3 separate regions of the Bombyx mori genome follow, and regions 1 and 3 are each linked to region 2. Evidence: chromatin contacts called from public Hi-C data. All regions are on one chromosome and are shown on one strand. The core of a region is the stretch at or near the end of the contact, and the rest is flanking DNA. Distances in the headings are between cores, read along the strand shown.

What was found. A called contact is a pair of places that touch in the nucleus more often than the background predicts.
Region 1: a contact with region 2 is called in a Hi-C map of whole pupa, with 2.3 times the contacts expected there. The contact joins the enhancer-like site here to the promoter of LOC101744016 in region 2. A contact is called at or near these places in 3 of 7 Hi-C or Micro-C datasets (midgut and whole pupa).
Region 3: a contact with region 2 is called in a Hi-C map of middle silk gland, with 3 times the contacts expected there. The contact joins the enhancer-like site here to the promoter of LOC101744016 in region 2. A contact is called at or near these places in 2 of 7 Hi-C or Micro-C datasets (middle silk gland and whole pupa).

What each region holds. Positions count from the first base shown.
Region 1 is chr3:12,738,764-12,743,318 of ASM3026992v2, reverse strand. All of the region lies in intron 1 of LOC101744016 (ski oncogene), which reads right to left. Among protein-coding and RNA genes, the nearest start is that of LOC134201827, 23 kb to the left of the region's middle. Within about 2 kb of position 1,753, at least 7 of the 8 cell types and tissues checked have open chromatin away from gene starts, as enhancers often do.
Region 2 is chr3:12,688,277-12,693,037 of ASM3026992v2, reverse strand. It overlaps LOC101744016 (ski oncogene), which reads right to left and starts at 2,096. Exons shown (of 2, transcript XM_038020017.2): 1 at 674-2,096. The coding sequence starts at 1,477.
Region 3 is chr3:12,721,328-12,726,096 of ASM3026992v2, reverse strand. All of the region lies in intron 1 of LOC101744016 (ski oncogene), which reads right to left. Among protein-coding and RNA genes, the nearest start is that of LOC134201823, 23 kb to the right of the region's middle. Within about 2 kb of position 1,541, at least 8 of the 8 cell types and tissues checked have open chromatin away from gene starts, as enhancers often do.

The DNA of each region.
Region 1 (4,555 bases), core at 504-3,003, 51 kb before region 2:
TTTTATTACACGCTGCTATTGCTTCATCGTGAAAGTCATTCGTGGACGTGTGTTAAGTACATTAGAAAAATTGGCATCTGCTTTAGGGTTTGAACACAGTTGCATCGCTCGATACGAATACAAGGGCGAGTAACCTTTTAGACCACAAGGAAGACGACATAGTCCAAACACAATTAGCCCTCAATCGCGGGTGTGAATGGTCTCGGGTTGAGCTCACATCCGCCATCTGACCTTGCATTGGGAGTTTACGAAACGTAAAATGTTTTATCTCTTTATCAATAACCAACTAGTTCAAGACTTAACTTTGAAATGGCAATGGGCTGGACATGTTGCACGCCTTCAGGACCAGAGATGGACCAAAAAAGGTAACAATATGGATGGGACCACTAGGAAAAAGAAAGAGGGTAATACCATATACTAGATGGGAAGAAGATATAAAAAAAGTAGCAACTACAAACTACGCAATCCAGAGAAGATTGGCTATCCTTGGAGGAGGCCTTTACCCGAGGAGGGGTTCTTGCAAGTGTGAAATAATACCTAATACTATTCAACAGATACATTATTTATTAGTTAAGAATTGCGTTAATTTTTGTTTTTATGTCACCTTCTTATGTCACTTGTACGAAATAAAAGGCTTTTTTATTTTTATTTTATTTATTTATCAACAACCAAACCAGGCGACGGGGCAACTCAAAGCCGCCGTCGCCCGAATCATGTCTTGTCGGATCCCCCGGATCCACTCTCGGTGTTTTTAGGCCTCTTAACCACCGGTCATCATCCTCGTCGCACTCTTCGTTGTAATCGACAATTAGTTACAACGAAATTACAACGCAGAGTTCGACGAGCGAACTAACCCATAGACGCAACATGTTGAGTTTCTGACCAAATATTCTCAGTGAGATCTCTAGGGTCTAGTGTTAGCAAATTCTCTCAGATCGAACCTGTGAGCTCACCTACACGTCCGGGCGTAGCTGGAATATGTCCTTAGGCTACCATTGAATAGATAGGGGAAAAAATCAGTAAACATTTAGCATAATAATATATCTTACGCTGAATTTGAAATAATTTGCCATTAGCATCTCGGGTTCGCGAAAATCTTGCTTCGTAAAAATAAAGTATGAGGTAAAACCCAATTCTAGGGGTTTTTTTTAGAATATTATTTAAAGTCAGCTTCCTTGTACACAGTATAATTTTGTCTTAAGACAATGCTAATTAGGTATTTCTATGTTAATGAGATCATTAAAATCAGACAGAATACTGACAGTAAAATTTTATAAGGATGCCGAGTTAATGGAGAATAAGTAATAAAAAATAGAGTGCCTATTAAACAGGTGTGGGTATGTACTTCCTGGTTAGAGGCAGTAGCTCTACAGAATACTCATACGGCTGGCGGCTTTGTTTATTTCCGTGCGATGCGTGACAGATAGTTCGAAATAAACAGAATCAGTCAGAGGTACACACACACGTATGGCAACTGCGGTACTGCCTATACCTGCATCAGTATGCTCAACGGGCACCCGGACACGGCTCGGTCGCGCCTTCCATCGTACACTTCAATAGGAACGCTATCGGATCCCACCGACCGTATCGAATATAAATTACTCGAAACTATGGAAGACGCATAAAATCCGCGGCGGGTACGTGTCTCGATCGCCATTTTGAGCCGAGCCGGTGCGCTCCTGAAGCCAGTGCGGCGACCCTGTGACCGCGCGCACATATTAATGACCGCCCACGACCACGAATCAACCGGGCGAGACGCCGAGTTTATTTACCGGACGACGCGACGGTGCGCGGCGGCGGACCGCACACCGTCGCGACCTCACGTCGTCGCCAGACTCAAGATCGAGAACGGCGTGGCAGACCGCTTTTATTGTTTTCGATTTACACTTTTTTTTTAGGTGTTTACGAGTGAAGTCGAGGTCGTCGTGCGTCCGTTTCGGATTTAATTCATTTTTATGACTTCATGCGTGCACAGCGGCCACCTATAAATTAACGGATGTTTCAAAAATTAAATTGTTTTTGAATACTGTGAACGCTTTTGCAAAGTACATGCTTGTGGCGTTGTTGATCCTTTTCGAACGGCTTCTTGAACGACTTTAATAGAATAGAATAGAATTTTCTTGGTCGCACTCGTCGACTCCGACGTGCGAACTAGCCTATAGACATAACCCAATGAGTTTCTCGCCGGATCTTCTCAGTGGGTCGCGATTCCGATCCGGTAGTAGATTCAGCGAAGCACTGTTCTTGCTAGGGCTAGTGTTAGCAATCCTCTCAGGTTGAGCCCGTGAGCTCACCTACCACTCCGCGTGAAGTTGGAATAGCCCTTAGAATCCCAACGATTAGGTAGGCAAAAAAAATTAAAATAGAAAGCCTTTTATTTCTTACTAAATATTTTAACATTTATTAACAAGAGTGATGTCACTTAACTAATTTAATACTTTGCTAGATATGCAGTTGATTTTTATTTTATTTTTCTTTTTTTGCAATAACCTTACTAATCTAACACAATACGTATAAAATTTGTTTATTTCTAAGTAATATCTGTAGAAACCCCATCAACGACTTCAATATCATTAGTAAATTTCACAATTTTGTATTATATTAATCAATTGATCCTTTGATTTAGGAAATTATTAAAAGCGACTTAGAAATAAATACCTTGTGTTTGGCCTCGTCCTTATCCGTATCATAACAATGTACGAATTTAAAAACAAAGCTACTGTTACAACGTAAATAGAAGGTTGTTTTAAATATTTTTTAAGCCGATAACAAATAACACACTTCAAAAGATACATACGTATTTAATTGGACCTACTTATCGATTAGTGATTCCATGACCCGAATAATGAGTGCTGCGAAAAATCACAAGGGTGGTTTCATCGTTTTGGCGTCCTGTCAAAATATGTAGTTGCTTTTTTTTAATTCCTACCTAAGCTGATGGTCTAGAGTCTCTAGAGAGACTATATCAGTGTAACCTTAACTAGTAGGTGAGCTCACGGGGCTCAAACCTGACGATGTTGCTAACACGAACCCTAGCAAGAGCCGTGCTTCGCAGAATCTACCACCGGATCGGAAACGCGACCCACTGAGAAAATCCGGCGAGAAACTCAGTGGGCTGTGTCTGAGGGTTAATTTACTCGCCGAGCCGTTCGTCGCAAGCGACGGGTTCGACGAGACCGATGACCGGATTAGTTGATATGGTATTCATGTACTACTAGAAATAACTACCCTAACGAGAGGATGTGTAATGATAACGTAATGAGGACGTAATGATAACGCGATGGATTATCATAATTTTTAAAGACAACCTGTTTCGAACAATTTATAATAATAATAATATAACCTAAATTACTGTTTTTAAAGGTAAACGTTGTGGACTCTGTAGCGTACTTCATTGTATACTTATGTGATTAATATTCGGATACTTTTTCACGAATAATTTATATAGGTATTGCAGCTAAAGTAGATTTTTTCACAGAATGATTATTAATTTCTTTATATAAATCTAATTTTTTAACTAAACCACCACTGATACTTATACACAAGGACTAGAAAAGACCGATGACATATAAATAACAGTCGTTGTCAAACCAATATCTGGTATATGCACTGATTAGCATTTATTTTGAATATTTCTAAATATATTATCACTGGATATATTATATTGTTATTATATTTATGTTAACCAAATTTTGTTATACAATGCTCTTATATGTATAAAAAAAGAAATGATATATATTTTTGCGCTTTAACAATAACGATAATTGGGATTTCAGAAACGTAGGCCTAAAAAATTTGGGAAGCACTGTACAAGAAAGAATAGCTCCACTAAGATTATTTTCTTTAAATCCATTGCTGAAATAACAGCTTGAACTAAATTACTACTCTAGATGAATTCTCTGGTAGCGCAAAGCTTGCCATGTAATTGTATATGACTACCAAATCATGTAATTTTAGTCACAGAGCATGAATTAATGATCGATAAATTTAATTATCGAATATCGGTTCCGCGATGACAGTTTGACGTTGACGTTATTGACACACGTGAAATTTTATCCGAACATAGGCCAAAGAATCGATTTACATACAACTAATGGCTACTCGTTGATTACAATATCATGTTTGGACATATAAAAAAAAATTGAGAACTATAAATGTGATGATTTTTGTAACAATTGTCGCCCTGATAATTCCGAACGATTGTGGCAGCGTAATATTAAGACGCCGGCCCGATTTCAAGTAGTAATCGGATCGGACAGGATGAATGGGTTTGTGATAATTACTGATTTTGTGGATTTAGACTTTATAAAGCGATTTTGTTCTATCGTCTTATTTGCTCGGGAATACGTGTCGTGTTCACTTCGTATGTAACGACATTCTGACAACTAATAAATCAAAATAGTATTAATACGGGAAGCAAAAACTTTGTACCCCTTTTTACGAAAATTGCGCGAACGGAGTATGAAATTTCTTACACTTATAGAGAGAATATAGAGAAGGAGTGCACAATGCTAATATTTTTTTAAAATAATGCATAAAAGATACTTTAAATCAA
Region 2 (4,761 bases), core at 847-3,346:
CGCCACACGTCCAAGTTCGATTCGATATTAAGGAATAATTTTCCAATGTACTCAGATACATGTTCTCACATAATATTTTCTGTTTCAGTGTGTCTGTTTAAATGTTTAACGGCACGCGATTATTGTTGTGGATCGCAAACGATAACAATAGTCACGGAAGGCCAATGTCACTCATTACGTGAAATATACTTTTTTTTTTATTGCCCTTGTAGGCGGACGAGCTGTAGGTGAGTGGTTACTGTCGCTCTTGGACAACAGCAATGCCTACCACTAAGTACTCTCCGTAACCTTCAATGCTACACTTTTTTAGTTTACTCTACCTTTATTTAGTCTCCGAATGTTCTGGAAGGTACTAACTCATCATCACATGGCCAAACGGTCATGACTCTACTTGATTCTCTACATTCAATATGAAAGACAGTTGAAATATTTCTTAATGGAATCTAATAAGATCAACGAAAACTACATTAATGTTTCTAATTGGTTTGTACCAATGTTCTTTGAAGTGTACTACTATCATTTAGGCATTTTAGACTACACAGTTTGAACGATAATTATAATGATACTGTGGGTCATTCATAACTTGAATGATCGTAAATTATTGATATTTCACTTTTCTGCTGATTAATTATTTATAAATAAATTGATTTAAAAAGGATGTGAAATTACTAACCTGTTTTCTTTTCAAGGGCAGCTGATGATGATGCTTCAAAGGCAGCGGAGCGAGCGCGGCAGCCTCGTCTCTGGCGGCGAGATCGTCCAGGAGCGCGATGCACTTCTCCTGATCCTGTTCCTCGTCCGCGACCAGTAAAAACCGACGCCAGTGGGACGAGTCAAAGCCCCAATGGCAGGTGCGGTTCTCCGTCTCGTGGGAATGGCACACGAACCGGCGCGGCACATACAGCGCTCGGCACTCTGAGCACTGCACCAGACCCGCCTCGGGTGAACACACACCCCGTGCTCCTCCAAAACACTCGTGATATACACGGAAGCCGGGTAGCTTGTGGGGACGCGAGGCAGCCGGGGCATGCAGCAGCGCCGCGCACAGCCGCTCTGCGTCCGTCTGCGTGATGAGTCCGCACGAGGGCGCCGACCTCGGTAACACTCCTGTCGACTTCAGTTCGTGCAGCTGCTCCGGGGTGCAGCGCGAACAGTATATTTGTAATTCGTCACACACGCGATTTATTTGCTCTAATGTGAAATCCGTAAGCACAGAAGTTAGGATCTGCGGCAAGCACAGCCGCCGTTCGCCGCCGACGCTGAAGCAGGAGATGGGTTCTCCTTCGAGGCGAGTCTCGCCGCGCTCACCCAGTTCGGCGTCAGCGGCCAGAAGGATGGGCGGCGCGGCGGGCGGTGGCGGAGGCGGCGGCGGATCGGGGCCGCGCGGGGCTCGGCCGCCCGGACCCTGCAGGCTGCGCGGCGCGCTGGCCTGGTATGTCTTCAGTACGGAGGTGATGTGCGGCGTCACCACGTCCATGATAGTTCCGCGCCACCGTTGCTGGGGCTCGGCAGACGCATGAGGCTACGCGCCGGCACGCGCGACGCACTCCACTCGCGATCGAACCATGTCTGCCGAGCGTGCCGTCGCGACGGCCGGGCCGGGCGCGAGCGGCCCGCGCGCCTCCTCGCCGCCCCGTCGCCGCGCGCCGCCTCTGCGAAAAATACGCATACGACCTCGTTACGTAGCAAAACCGTCGCACTCTTCTGCTGATCTCGAGAGCTGCCCTCTAGTCAACTTTTGGATCTCTCTCTCACTTTTCAACTTTTGAGTGAAAAAGAATGTAATCGCTATGAGTTAAGGCGCGCGCGGGCGGGGCGTGGATCCCCGCGACCGGCTGCAGTCGAAGCAGCAGACGGATGGCTCGACTACTGGAGAGTCTAGCCAGCGCCCCGCACTCCGCAAAGCACGCCGCCCCTCGCCGCGACGAGTCACGTGATCGACCTTCCCGTCAAAATATCCAGAATGGCGGCGCAAGCCGTGGACCGCCCGATTCAAAGATTTGTATATGTAGACAGGACAATGTGCGTTAATTTTTTAACCTTTGTCAAAATGTATTACAAAAGTAAAGCTGCAAGATCGTATGATTGAGTAGTAGTTCAATGATGTATCTATTAACACCTACTAATTACAATATTTAGTGATGAGTATAATAATTAAGTTCGATAGTACGTGGATCAAAGGACAAACTGAAATTCTCTGTCTAATTAAATTCTGAGACCTTTAGAAACACTATACCACTCACATTCCAAGCTGTTCTATTCGTTTCTTACATGCTTTGCTATGGATTTATATGTGCATTCAATTTAGTATACACACTATCTAGTATAAAATTATAAATTCTTTTGTTGAAGGGGAGATAGATCATTTTTGTGCATTAGCATAGCAGACATCCCGAAGTGAATCCTATCAATCTATGGGGTACTTGAAGCCTGCACTGACCTGTATTAACGGGATATTCAACTAGGCCAAAATTAGCGCGAGTCCTAGAGAACGCTTCCATCACTGTGATTGTTCTCTGTGTGTGTCAAATAACGGTAACTCTCTGGAAATTTTAGGTCTAAATAATTTGAGTATCGTAATTTGATCGTTTGGAACCTCTGGGTCTGCGGAGGGACTTCGGTTCCTCTGTATTTTGTACCGTAAGTTCCATGGGGAGTGCTCTGAGGAATTGTTCAAGATGATATCGGCATCTCGTTTTTACTATTTAGTATTAGTATTAAGCGGTAGGCAGCGGCTTGGCTCTGCTCCTGGCATTGCTGAAGTCCATGAGCGACGGTAATCACTCACCATCAGGTGGGCCGTATGCTCGTCTGCAAAAAAAAAAAAAGTTTTGTCGACTGTCTCCAAGAAACAATAAACAATAGGCATTATTGCGTCTAAATAAACATATTCAATTCTGTGTCGTCGAGACACGCGCGGGGCTTACAAGGCGCGCGGGGAAGGGACGCGGCGCCATGCGGGGAGGGGGCAGCTGCGTCTACAGAGACCGTTCGCTTGCCGCGCTGTGAAAATTTATCGCTAAATTCAACCAACAAAAATAAATTCACCTTTATTGCAATGGCGTAAGCTCGATAATGCTTTAAAATTCAATCGAGTTTTGCTATTTCTATTACCAGTACGCTAGAATTTAACGTTCTAAGCCCAGAGTCGTAAAGTGTATTTTAGTCTGACATCACACATAGTTTCGTGTTCAAAACAACTAGTCGCCAGCCGTCGCCAACCATGGACGCAATGTTTGTTTGTAGTTGCACTCTCGTTTTTGTTTTGCCACGTTAGATGAGCTAGGCAATTTGAAAATGCTTACGCACTTATTGCTTAGTTTTGTGTGACCGTACGGGTGGTAGGTATCATACCCGCGCAGAGCTCTCCTATTTCTGCGGGGTAGCAGTAATGCGTGCCGACTTTAAAGGTAAAAAAGTATGAAACAAGACGAACCTGTCGCTAGCAACGAAGGGTTCGACGAGTAAATTAACCCACAGACACAGCCAACTGACTTTCTTGACCGATCTCCTCAGTGGGTCGCGTTTCCGATCAGGTGGTTGATTCTGCGAAACACTGCTCTTGCTAGGGTTAGTGTTAGCAATGTCGTCAGGTTTGAGCCCCGTGAGCTCACCTACTTGTTAGCTTATGCTGACATAGCCTCTCAAGGCTATCTTTAGCTTAGGGAAGGAAAAAAAAGGCTGGTTGCCTAAACTTTAGGCAATTTAAAGCATTCTTTACCAGGTACCTAAAGGTAGTGCAGAGTAAATACCCGTAGGTGCATTAAAGTAAAAATTAAACGCACAAAGATATACACAAAAATACATACATACTTTTATACTCGTACATAAGTGTAAATAGTTTTAAACATTAATCCAAGTAGTATCAACATATGAGGCCTTTAAAATCAAGGGCAGCTAAATGCCTTAATGTCGTAAAATGGATTAACAATGGCGCTATCTTGTTTAGTTAGTTGGACACGCTTTAGTGTTTTCATGTTATAACAAATGCAGCTAAATCTCTAACAAATTCAGTTCAAAAAAATTATTTTTACTCTGTACTAAGTACTAATAAACGAAGTTTTATCATTTAAAATTCAGATTATTAGTAATATTCTCATTCTTTATAAATCTGCTTTAAAATAAAGAATATTGTAGCTATCCGAACAGTTATTTCAGCTTCTCAAACCGGGAGTGTTGCTAACATTGGCCCTAGCAAGAGCAGTACTTCGATGGATCGGGAGGATCCGTAATGACGTGCTTAGGGCCGATTTTTGTAGTTTACCTGAATATTTGACAGACTTGGATTTAGCTGCCTTTGATTTTATAGGTCTCATATTATACTTCATAAATTAATGACTGTTCAATCCAAAATTAAAGGCTTGGCATTTCGTTGGGATTCAGGGTTAAACCATACTTAGTCGACCAACTGCGATATAGTCCAAGTCCCTATTTAACTGGTTTATTGCCTGAGAAATAAATTCCACACTCGCCTGTGTATAAAGGTGCAAGTCATCTGCACACACATGATACGCACACGGAAGATTAAGATAAGAGATTAAATAATTTCAAAAAGTTGAGACAAAATACTCACCAGAGCCGACGCTACACTATTATCATCTACACTATCAAACTTGGAGAAGTATCATCGATATAAGTAGAGTGCCGGTGTCTCTGAAAATATATTATATATATACATATATGTATATAAAACAATACCAGCTATAGGAGAGATCAAAGTTAAATAAATAAAAAGATATCGTGATTGACGGTATTGAAGGC
Region 3 (4,769 bases), core at 292-2,791, 34 kb before region 2:
TGTGCCGATGTTTTGATATCTTTTTCACAAAAGTATGGCTCAGTCACTCCTTCATAGCTAATACACCACCAAACCATCACTGAAGTCGGATAGTGCCCACGTTGCAATCTGTTGACTAATTGGGAAGCTTCCTTAGAGCTTTGAGCATAAATACGGTCATTTTGTTTGTTAAAATGTTGCTCAATTGTAAAAAAATTCTCATCCGTAAACAAAAATTTTCTATGACCTCCCTTTGCGTACCGCTTCAGTAGTTGTTTCGACTTTACCACCCTATTCTCTTTTAAATTATCAGTTGAGAAATGACCAGTACGTCTCTTATAGACTGCAAGTCCTAAGTCATCTTTTAAAATACTGCTTAAAAAAAAAAAAACTAGTATAATTATAATGGTCTTAATAACTGTAGTCAGTAAGACGATTTTTATTTTACACTGTTTAAAAAATATTCAGAGGAATGTAAACAACAAACACGGAATTTATAGTAAACTCAAAAAAACAAAAAAAACATATTATGTAGATTACACAATCAAAAGATTCGAGTGATATTAAAAATAAAATCAGTCGAATATAAGACAAAGATCGCGACAGGTCAATCGGGTAGCAAAAAAAATTATTGTAAAATAAAAATTTTATCTGGTTTTTATGTTCGAGTTTAATGGGCGTGGATCCCTGTGCTCGTGCTCCCCCTGAAGGTCGTTGGCCTCCTAACAGCTGACAGGAAGGCGCTGCGCCCCCCGCGGCCATCGAACTCACTTATCTACTTTATGCTTCGAGACAAGTTAAAGCTTTTTGCAAAAAGCCAAATAAGAAAAAAGTTCTTTAGTTTAACTGGGTTTTCTTCTTACATGTTTGAACCTAATTCGCATACATTCTCAAAAAATCAAGTTAAATTCTACTAAAAATCAAGTTAAATTCTTTCGGTTCTTCTTTCTAGGCAGCGGCTTGGCTCTTCACCTGGCATTGCTGAAGTCCATGGGCGACGGTAACCACTCACCATCAGGTGGGCCGTTTGCCTACAAGGGCAATAAAAAAAAAAAACTACATAGTAACGAACTTGAAATAGTCATAATGAATGAAGCATTAAAAGCACTCACGAACGCAATATGGTAAAATAAATGACATTTTTTTTGTTAATTAATACAACATTCTTATAATCTCAACAATTACTGTCGCTTTCTTAAACCCAATCTTGGTTTTTGTTATTTAATAGATTTGTTCACCGTTTATACAACGGCAGGGTGTTGTTAATAACATTGATATTAACGTCCGAGTATGTACATTTATAAATGAGAGATTACGCACGTTACGTAAGTTAAGTTTACTTATTAAAAAAAAAACAACCTAAGGTTTTACATTTTTATCTCTGACTGAGCTACGAGGAGAAAAGCGTTGACTATAGAAAAAAAAAAGAACTTCTTACGTTTACTTGAAGTATCAGATTTCGTTGAAATACGTACAAACATCAGCCCATAAGTACCCAGGTAGGATAGTACCCAAATTGAACAGACAGTTGGTTGCGTGGCTCGCGGTCTTCGTAACAACGACCTAGATTGAGCGTGTTGCTAAACTACAATTCAAGGTCATTACCCCCCTGCCGTAACAACAGACGTCTAAACCACATTATTACATTACAAAGCGAATTTGAAAACATTTAAATAAATATAAGTGAAGAAACTTTACTTGCACAAACAACTTGTTCTTGTACCGGTTACATAGCGTCTCTTTCGTGCTTATTAAGTTTCGTGGGTAAGAGAGAGATGGAACGACAAGGTCACCGGTCAGCCGTTCTCTGTCAGACGGAGGGAAGCGCGGGGGGGCGAGTGCGCGGCCGCAGACGCTAGACGGCGCGCGCAACGACATGGCGGGAAACGTGACGTCACGCAGCCGCTCGGAGTCATGGAAACTGGACGAGTGAATGCAGATCGAATAAAAAACGTATTATAAACGTGTGCGTATTGCATGTGAAGCACGCGGAAGAGTAGAGCGGCGCTATTATTGAATCGCCGGTGCGTGGTACAGAAACAGCAAAGATCGCGGAAGTTTCCTGACACACCTAATCTAGCAGTTAATGAAAAAAAAAAAAAAAAATTTCTTTATAGCCGACTTTAAAAAAGGAGGAAGTTCTCAATTCGACAGTTTTTTTTTATGTTTGTTGTCATAGCTTTTAACCGGGTGAATCGATTTTGATGATTTTTTATTAGAAAGCTGACGCTTCCCGTATGGTCCCATTTCAATTTAGTCCAGTTCTGATAATGGTATCCATGAGAAAACCATATAAGTCTTAAATTTGCATTAAATACGTGTGCGACAAATAGATGAATTACTCAATAAATCAATATCACGTCAACCGATTTCGATGATTATTGTTTTTAGTGTATATTAATTTGTTTTGGAATATCTTTTTTTTTCTATTTGAAGTTTTTGTTAAAGCATGTCTATTTACAATTATCTTTATTGGAATCGAGTTCGATGTCTCAATATTGTAGAATGGCTGTCTCTAACAATCAAATCAGCACGCGGGATTACTTTGCTTGTAAGGTCATATTATTATACGCCTTCCTACGAGAGTAGGTAAATAAACAATGCATGTAATTACAAATCGATTTTATGCAGTTAATGTGTCGTCAGAAGAATCTCATATAGATTTCAGAGTCAAATTACTTGGTTGTTTAGAAAATTAGTCTCAAATGAAAATTCATGAAATTAAATTATATTTAGGGGCTTTTAAATAATATTTGGAATAATTACATATACATTTTCCAATTCCATATACAATTTTATTTTTAAACTTTAACTGTTATAAATAGAATTTGACCGAGGTATCAATATCATGATCTTTTTTATTGCCCTTGTAGGCAACTAGGCAGACGAGCATACGGCCTACCTGTGATGGTAAGTGGTTACCGTCGCGCATCGACTTCAGCAATGAGAGCCAAGGCGCTGCCTACTAAGAAAAAATACCTAACATTTTTATTGATAGATATTATATTCTTTTACTTTTATTTACGCATGTGAGTGGCGTTCGTTTTGTCACCATGCCAAATTTTATTATTAGACAACTGTCAAACCGGTGCCCTCACAGTGATTGCACAACGTTATGGTTTCGACACGATAGACAGTAGAATATAACAAATACTAGAGGTCCCGCAGTAGTCGAAATTCGACTATAATTAATTGGAATTTTAAGTTTGTACACTATTATGATTGTATTTTATACTTCTATAATCAATAATTTCGCCAAAGCAACACTATAAGAGAATATTAATAAAGACAAACAATATTTAATCTATTCTCAATTTGACCACAGCATCAAGAACAAAAGTTTATGCTATTATGTATGCATGCGTGTGTGCGTCAAATACATGATATGTAGTGTGTGTAATGTTTTCTTTATTGATTTAATGTACATTTTATGCATTATTTAAAAAAAATAATAGCATTGTGCACTTCTTCTCTATATTCTCTATAAGTGTGGATAATTTTTTACTCCTCCGTCCGCGCAATTTTCGTAAAAAAGGATACAAAGTTTTTGCTTCACGTATAGATACTTGAACTATAATTTTATCTACATATATGTTTTCTGCGTAAGCCGGAACGATTCTAGTTTGATCGCACCACTGACGTACGTTGGTAAAAATGTTTTCGCAGGATCAAAAGACTTTCCCTTTGCTAAATAATCTATCAAAAAAATATATTTGTTGTCTTTGTTTTTTTGTTTTTTTTTTCGAGCCATAGATTTTGCTGGCTTACTAAGCGCTTTTGCGGGTCGCTTTACTTTAAGTTCCACATTTCCTTGGTCACGGATGACTAAAATAGTAAAATATTTTTATTGTGATTTATTTTATGTTTCGTATACCGTACCTACATCTTTAAATTCTAAGTGTCAATCACCGCATTTAAATCGTTTCGCACTGAAATGAGTTGTACACATGTTTAACACCTTTAACGAAAGCACGTGCCATCGACTGAAAATTCATGTCACAAACCATTTAGACGCTCACTAACGTGCTGGTGTAAATAAGCTAAAACTTGTATTTAGCATGTTTTTTGGGGTACCTCTAACTTGTTTGCGAATCTTTTTTTTTATTGCTTAGATGGGTGGACGAGCTCACAGCCTACCTGGTGTAAAGTGGTTACTAGAGCCCATAGACGTAACGTAAATGCCGCCACCCACCTTGAGATATGAGTTCTAAGGTCTCAGTATAGTTGCAACGGCTGCCCCACCATTCAAAACTGAAACGCATCACTATTTCACGGCAGAAATAGGCAGAGTGGTGGCGCCTACTAGTGCGTATTCACAAGAGGTCCTACCACCTCATTAGAGGTCATTAATTAAATAAACCATAAATAATAACAAACATACTCCATAATATATGATATAAATTCCTGACACACACCATTTAACTATTTCGTGGCAAAAAAATTAATAAATGAAGATAATTATGAAACATACGGAACCATTTTTTGTGTTAAAACTCCACTCGGAGTAGTCTTTACGACTGTCAATAAGATTCGTAGAAAGCTCGGCGTGACGTACATATGTCGTGAACGTTCGCTGTAAACATGTCTATATGGTTGATATTCTCAATGGATGTACCAATATTAATTCATTCTAGAATCTTTAAAATATACTAGAGGTCCCGCAGTAATCGAAATTCGACTATAATTAATTGGAATTGTAAGTTTGTACACTATTATGATTGTATTTTATACTTCTATAATCACAAATTTCGCCAAGACTACACTATAAAAAATATTAACAAAGACAAACA